Linked DNA regions of Anas platyrhynchos: region 1 is linked to region 2. Evidence: chromatin contacts called from public Hi-C data. All regions are on one chromosome and are shown on one strand. The core of a region is the stretch at or near the end of the contact, and the rest is flanking DNA. Distances in the headings are between cores, read along the strand shown. Region 1 overlaps RARB (retinoic acid receptor beta). Region 2 overlaps RARB (retinoic acid receptor beta).

Region 1 (3,550 bases), core at 362-2,861, 62 kb before region 2:
AAGCAAACCTGAAGACATAGAGTGTTGATTTGGGGTTCGTGTTTGGTTTTTGTTTGTTTGTTTTTGCTTTCAAGGCTAAGTCACACCTTTTTTTTTTCTTTTAAGACCTAGACGGTCTTGTAGAGTTGAACTATAGCTTGATTAAAATTAAAGCTGGAAAAATGGTGATGAGGAACTAAATACAATAACTTACGTAACGCCGTGGTGTTAAGACAGATGTGTGCAGCTAGCGGGACGGGAGTGTTAAAAAGGGGACGCTAAAATGGAGGACATGTTCCCATAAGTACTTACGAAAATCCCAATAGCTATACTTAATCTGGAGCTATGGCAGCCTGTGTTTTAATGCAGGTATGCTGTGCTAACAAAAAACATTCCTTCCTGCACCTCAATGCATACCCAGCCCTGCGAGGAAGGGTTTCTGATAGCGGCTCGGATGTTGCAGGTCGGTAATTCAATGCAAGTTGATTAACATTTGGCGTGTTGTTTCCCCCGAGCCTTTTCCTCTTTCTTCCTGCCCTCAGCCCACTCGACCTCCGCGCAGCAAATCCGTCATAAATCCTGGCGCAGAGCAGCGATCGAGCACGGGGACGTCGATCACTGAAATCGTATCCCCACTCCTTTGCTTCTGTCGTTATCTTTGAAAGGGGGAAAATCAGGGTCTTCACGCAAAGCGGAGACTTTGTTTTTCGCCTTTTTTCTTGTCTCTGACCCGCACCTGTTGTGTATATGGTAAAAATATCTGGGCCGTATAACCCAGCAACAGTCCGCAGCCAGAGCCATGTGTGACCGGGTCAAACACACACTCGCTGGAGGGTCATGGCCAGGTTACTAAGTCAAGGCTGGCAAGGCTCCACCATAATGTTTTCTTTCTCTCGCGCTTTTCTTCCCCCTTGTCTGTCTTCCAAACAACGGTTTAAAAAAAAAAAAAAAAAAAAAAAAACTCGTAACAATGCAAACTATTTAAGCATGACAAATTCAAAGAGGTTTTTTATTAAAAAAAAAAAAAAAAAACAACGGGGCGGGGGTTGAGTCAACGCTATTTTGGATTTAATTTTATAGTATAGTTTTATGTGGCACATGAAAGAGAGAAATTTGTATTGAAACAATTGAGACCCACTTTCCCAGTTCCTGGCTCTTTCCTGGAAGATGATTAAAAGCAGACTTTTTTTTTTTTTCCAGACTAGACATAAAAATTAAATGATCTACAGTATATAGTTATTTTTTCAAATGTTTGGAGGCTTATAAATAACTTCTACAATCAAATGCACACATACAAGCAGCAGAGAATCTGGTTCTAATTACTTGTACTTTAGTTGAACTTTGGCGTTTCCTTTGACTTTCTGCCTAATGTATGTGAGCTGTGTGCCTTGCACTCCTGCAGTGAATTCATAAAAAAAAAAAAAAAAGGAAAAAAAAAAAAAAAGGAGGCAAAAAAATCCAGACTCTTGTTGGTGCCAACAAAAATGAGGGTTAACAGAATGTTTTGACCAAATGCAACACTTTGCTATTCACCCTAATTAGCTGAAATTGCTGCTTCCCACCAGGGACCCTGAGCTCAGTATTCACAATTCCCTTGAGGCGATCCAGGAAATGCCATTTGCTTTACAACTTCTTATTCTTTTAAGACTCCACTGTCCAAAGTGTGCATTAACATACAAGCTTAATAATCTAGGTTCCTAGTGAAACGAAAGGCATTTCATAATGCCTGCTTCTAGCTGGTCACCGAGTGAAATACCTCTATCTGTCAACATGGTTTAGCTGGCAGTAAATTAGCTCTCACAAAGCACGCTGTGCTTTTCAAGATCTTATCTGCTACTTTATCTAACCTTTCGAAGTATTTCAGACATCTTAGGAATTGTGAAGTGACCTATTGTTGGAGGGTCCCTGTGTGCTTAAGCAGCATTCAGGTGTCCTGTGACTGCGCTGAGGCTCTGTTTTCTCAGGTGAATCATGTCACATCCCGCGGGAAGAGACAGCAGGACCTTGAAAGGAGTTGCTTTGACTGACTTGTTCCTGAAATTTTAAGGCTACTTTACAAATTCCTTCTTGGAAATGTCAGCTGTGCCCGCCCGCCCTGTTTTATTTTAGCTTCCATGTGCAGGCCTGTGTAGATGAGAAGAGGCTCTGCTGCTGTTCTTCACCTGTGTGGTACAAAAACAGGGCTCTAAACCCAGGAAGCTTGAATGGCACTACTTACATTTTCAAATAAGGAGTTTAAAAGGCTAAATCCAAGGAAGACGAGTGAGGCAGAAGCTGGTCTAGGAGTGTAGGGCTTGCCTAACCTGAGTTGGAGCCTGCCCCAGAAAGCTGTCTGTGCATTGTGCCTATGAGCGAACATTCCCAAATGTGGTTTTCCTACAAAAACTCAACCTCTAGACAGCTGCTCATCCAACACAATTATTATATAGAATAGATTGAGCTCTTCCAGTAGTGTATATGTCTGAGTGTTTTGGGGAGGGTGTTTTGGTTTGTGCTGGCTTTTTTACTCACGCATATCTTTTACCATTGGCCAGAAAAAAAATTAAATCTGTAGTGGCATCTTCAGATCTTCAGTTGCTGCCTACTCTTTCTTCCTTCCTTTATGAACTGAGCTGGTTGCTTAACCTCTTCTGAGCATCCCAAGTTGCTGGTGCTTGGCCAGTGCGTGACAGAGCTGTGTTGTACATATGGCCTGCGGTGTGAACACTGCTGTTGGATGCTGGTGCTTGTGTCGAATGAAATCCGCAAAAATGCTGCAGTGTATCGGCATTATTCCTCAAAGACTGCTTTTCCCAAACCGAAATCAGGGAAGGATTGCAGGAGTGCAGTTGTTTTATTGAATGACACAACCTTGTTTTCCCATGGGAAGCCTAAAAACTGCCTTTCAGACTGACTGGAGAGTTGAATGAGCTAATACGAAACACATTGTCTGCTGGTATTAGAGTTTTAAAGCTAAAATTTTATCATTCCACAGGCTGATTGGAAGCCCCTGTAATACTTGTGCTAGCATGAAATAATGCGCAGGCTGTTTGAGGCCTCTCAAGGGCATTTGATGAATCTAACTTTAATTTAGAAGTACTAATAGATTATTGATTTAAGCAGGATGACTGTGCAGAAATCAATAATGGAGCACTCTGTGTCTCTCTTAAATACCAAAAATTACTACTGAGAAGAAATGATCATTCTCTCTTCTTTCTTCATTAAGAAAAAAACTTCATTAAAGTTTGCTTGATTCAGTAGGAAGCTGTAGATATTTGGTTTGTCAAGGTTCAGCATATTTAATGCTGAAACAGTTAAGTATAGTTCTGGACATTGTTTTAAAATCACAATTTATCGAGCCATACGTTATTTTGCTTTTCTGTTCTTTCACACAAACCTCATTATTGTTAGATATATAAGTAAGTTGTTCCTGTTGAAAAGACATTTCTTTGCTTAGAATCAGTGCCTTTAACGTTTCGCTTCAGAATTTATTTTCTTCTAAAAAATGTGTCCTTGAAGTTGATAGTAGCTTAACCCAAGCGAAAATGGCAGAAATTGGCCCTTCTCTACCAAGTAATCAGAAGTTGTATCG
Region 2 (3,815 bases), core at 695-3,194:
GGAAGTAGCATCAGGCCTCACAAGATAGTTGAAGGCGCCAATTGAGAACGGTGGAATTTATGTTTGCTCTGGAGCCAAAGGTTTCGGGGGTAAATATTACTAAAATTCAGTCAGTAACCCTCGTAAAAGTGACTGCTTCTGTCTGCTCGTCCGCTGGCCCCGCAGCGGGAGCACCAGCAGCCTCGTTTTGTTCTGGCAAGGCGAATGTGGAAGGAGTCCAGAGCTCAGTCTCCCTTAAATCTGATGGATAAAGCCCTAAGCCCTTGAATGCTCATCCCTTGTAATGTCATTTTTAAACTTCTGTTGTAAAATCCTGCACGAAAACACGGAGTAACCTGTGCTGATGGGCACGGAGCGGCGGGGAGCTTTGTTCACCTGCTGCCCCGCCACAGGTCACCTGCTTGGGAAACCGTCCCACCCGGCTCAGGCAGCCAACGTGGAGAAACAGGATTTCTTACAGAAAGCCCGGCTTACCTTCACAGATCTCTTTCAAGCAGGTAACAATTTTATGGCAGCACGATTTTGTAAGTGCAGCTTTCTGGATATTTCTGGTTTCATGTGACCGGTAGGGAGGTGTTTTTTTTTCTTTTTCTTTTTTTTTTTTTTGTTTTTGCCTTTTTGTGACTGACTCATAGACACTTGAAGATATGTTCTTTAAAACAAAGGGTCCTTTAATCATGGGCAAGAACCTTATTTATGGCTGCAAGTGGCATTTAAGAGCAGAGTGACAGCTCAAATACTTGGCTTAGTTACAAAATCTGAACAGCGCTGAGGACATTAGGAGGATGTCTTCTAGACAGTTTAAAATGGAGAAAGATACAGTGATTTCTTATTTTGAAGTGCTGACATTTCCCATATGTTCTTCAGTGAATATGAGCTTGAAATCAACTTTACTTTGACACTGGAAGTTTGCCCAAGAAAGGTTTAAGAGCAACTCAGCAATATCCATGGCGTTTCACAGATCTTGATGAAGGGCATAAATTAGAAAGAAAAAAAAAAGAAAGAAAGAAAAAGAAAAAGAAAACATTTTAAATGATCTGTCTCAGAGTTTAATAACAGTGTGTTGTGGGATAATGTAGAAGGAATGCAGCAGAAACCTGAGACCTGATTGCTCCAGTCAAGTTAAGTGCGCTGCAGAAAGCACATGCTTGAGCTTCAGCTGTGCGGGTGCCCCGTCTGAGCCGCTGCAGGCTCATCCAATTAAAGGCTCAAGCAGCATTTCGGTACCGAAGCCTCAAGGCTGCCTTTTGCGAGGAGCCCTCCCTGTCGCTGCCTGCGCCTGGCAGTAACTGCATTCTGTGGGCCTCGTAGGTTTTGATGATTCTTTATGCAAGGCCCCTGGAAGCTGTTGCTGTGTCTGGTGTCTCTTTAGGATGCCTTCTGGAGATACCAAAGTGTAGGCAAGGGTGAACTTCAGGGGAGAGAGCTGCCAGTGGTTACTGGCAGCATAGACCATGGCAAACATGGTTTCTTTTATTGAGGGGGTGCCATGCTTGGTAACATTGATTCCTGCTGATAATCCTCAAACACACTTTGGTGATTACCCAAAACCTTTGGCGTTACCATCAGCCTTTTCAGATCACTTATATTAGAGGGGATTTGTGGTTAGTGAAGAACCTGAGTGTGCGCGTTCGTATTTGTGCCACTCTTGGTCATTGATGCGAATGAGTTCAAGAGTTTATTCCAATTTGGGGGCAGGGGAACGATGTAAAACACATCTGGCCAACCACAGAGAGTCCCGGTGCTTCGGCGTGTACCCACCACGTGAGATAAGGGTATTACTCAGATGGAAAGCAGCTCAAGAGCCTTCTGCAGAAATACGCCCCATTAAGTCTCTTACCAAGGAATTTTAAAAGAGAAATAAGAGCTTCCCAGTAGGTCTCTCACATGCCGTATCCTCCTCGCTCTCCTCCCTGCTTATTTGGGGCAGTGTTGCCAGGCAAAGATGAAAGTGGGAGAGCCAGCCCCAGCCTGGTCAGCTGCCAAGCGGCGGGGGCCTCTGACTCAGAGCCCGGGTAGTCAGAGAAGTAATTAAAATTCTCCCTGTGCTCAGTTACATTTGTGTAAATCTGTGCAGTCGAATCCTTAAAACAAAGTGAGATGACTGCATGGGACATAAACGCAGCCGGGCCCTGGAGAAACAGGGCCGCAGCCTCAGCTAATCAGCTGGACTTCGCAAGATTTCGGCTTGGATTGGCTTGGTTTGGTTGCATTTGGTGGTAAGCCTTCTCCCACCTCTGGTTTTCGAAACATGAGGCACTGAGATATGTTACATGGGTGTGCCACAGGATGGAAGTCCTGTCCTGCACCTCCCTGTCCTCCTGCCAGCGGGACGGGGAGGTGGTGAGAAGGTGCTTAAGGGAAGGAAGTGGACGAAGAGCAGCAAGGACTTCTGACTCACAGGTCACCTTGTCCTGCCGCCTGGGAAGGATAAGATGAGCAGTGGCCTCGCAGCTGCAGTCAGCAGAGAGGATCTCTCCATCTCGAGGTGGCACCCGGGGCAAGCCCAATGCGATCCCGAGCAGTGGAGAGGAAACGGGCAAAGCACAAATGTGTGTGGAGATTATTTTAACCAGCGTATAGCTACGGTGTCAGCATCTGACAAAAACTGACCATACAGTGGCCTGAAGTCAGGCTTGTTTTGAGTTAAAAGAGCCGTGAGGGAAGTAGGCTGGTATTTCTGAGCAAGCAGTACTGCTGCGCTCTAGCAGATGTCCTGCCTGGGTGTGCAGCAGCACTTCCTGGCTCCTGCACCCATCTGCAGGAGAGCCCAGCAGCCTGCTGGCACGCGGGAGGCACTAGGGGACAGGGAACGATGCAGCAGGCAGGGATGGTGTTTTATTCAAGTTGGTGATGACTGGGAATTACCTCCTGTGCCTTTGCTTGTTTGGCTGCTTTTCCATTTTGTCCTTGCTCCAACTGAGCACTTGTTCACTTGCTGCACACCTGGCTGTGTTAGTGCTTTCCGTGGTTTGCTCTCAGGGCAGAAATGAAGGAACCCCCGAGCACAAGGTACGAGCTGCCTCTTTCACCACCTCGAAGCTCTCTGTGCTCACTCAAGGCAGAGGGGGGAGTTTGTCCTTACCAAGACACAGCCCAGAGAGGCACTGTCACGCAAAATTGATCCCCCAAATCGATGAAATAGCGTGTGTGTTTGAAAAGGTGAGACATTTTCATGGTCTTGCTGGGACCAGAGCAGCAGTGCAATAACGTCCCACAGGTAGGTGTGTACAGCATACTGATTAACAAGCACTTTCTGTGATTGTCATGGTAATGTTGGCGAGTTAGTCATGGGAACTGCATGCAAGGTTTGATTACTTCATAACTAGAGGGTGAATTTGGAAGTGACCAATTTCTGCCATAAAAGACTAATCATAGTTTATGAAGTATTTATTTCTGTTGTACTAGAGAAATTTTGTGTTACTGGAACTGAACATGCTGGAGTTGGATTTCAGGTCGCTTTGACATGAACGTGTGCTTCAGCTCCTTGGGTAATTTGCCGCACTGGGAGAAAGCAGCAAACCTCTCGAGGGCTGAATTCTTCAGATTTCATTTTTATCCTTCCGCAGATCCTTAGAATTTGCACAAGATACACGCCAGAACAAGACACCATGACCTTTTCAGATGGCCTTACCCTAAACCGAACTCAGATGCACAATGCTGGATTTGGCCCACTGACCGACCTCGTGTTCACGTTTGCCAACCAGCTCCTGCCTTTGGAAATGGATGATACAGAAACCGGTCTCCTTAGTGCCATCTGCCTCATCTGTGGAGGTACCGTACTGCGCGAATCAAACACGATAAGTTCTTCATTT

Evidence for each region. Hi-C and Micro-C count contacts between places; a contact is called where the count stands out from the background.
Region 1: a contact with region 2 is called in a Hi-C map of skeletal muscle, with 4 times the contacts expected there. The contact joins two enhancer-like sites. A contact is called at or near these places in 2 of 8 Hi-C or Micro-C datasets (skeletal muscle and subcutaneous adipose tissue).

What each region holds. Positions count from the first base shown.
Region 1 is chr2:119,159,077-119,162,626 of IASCAAS_PekinDuck_T2T, reverse strand. All of the region lies in intron 3 of RARB (retinoic acid receptor beta), which reads left to right. Among named protein-coding and RNA genes, the nearest start is that of TOP2B, 130 kb to the right of the region's middle. Within about 2 kb of position 1,611, at least 1 of the 8 cell types and tissues checked has an H3K27ac peak or open chromatin away from gene starts, as enhancers often do.
Region 2 is chr2:119,097,175-119,100,989 of IASCAAS_PekinDuck_T2T, reverse strand. It overlaps RARB (retinoic acid receptor beta), which reads left to right. Exons shown (of 10, transcript XM_072033461.1): 8 at 3,570-3,774. Among named protein-coding and RNA genes, the nearest start is that of TOP2B, 70 kb to the right of the region's middle. Within about 2 kb of position 1,944, at least 1 of the 8 cell types and tissues checked has an H3K27ac peak or open chromatin away from gene starts, as enhancers often do.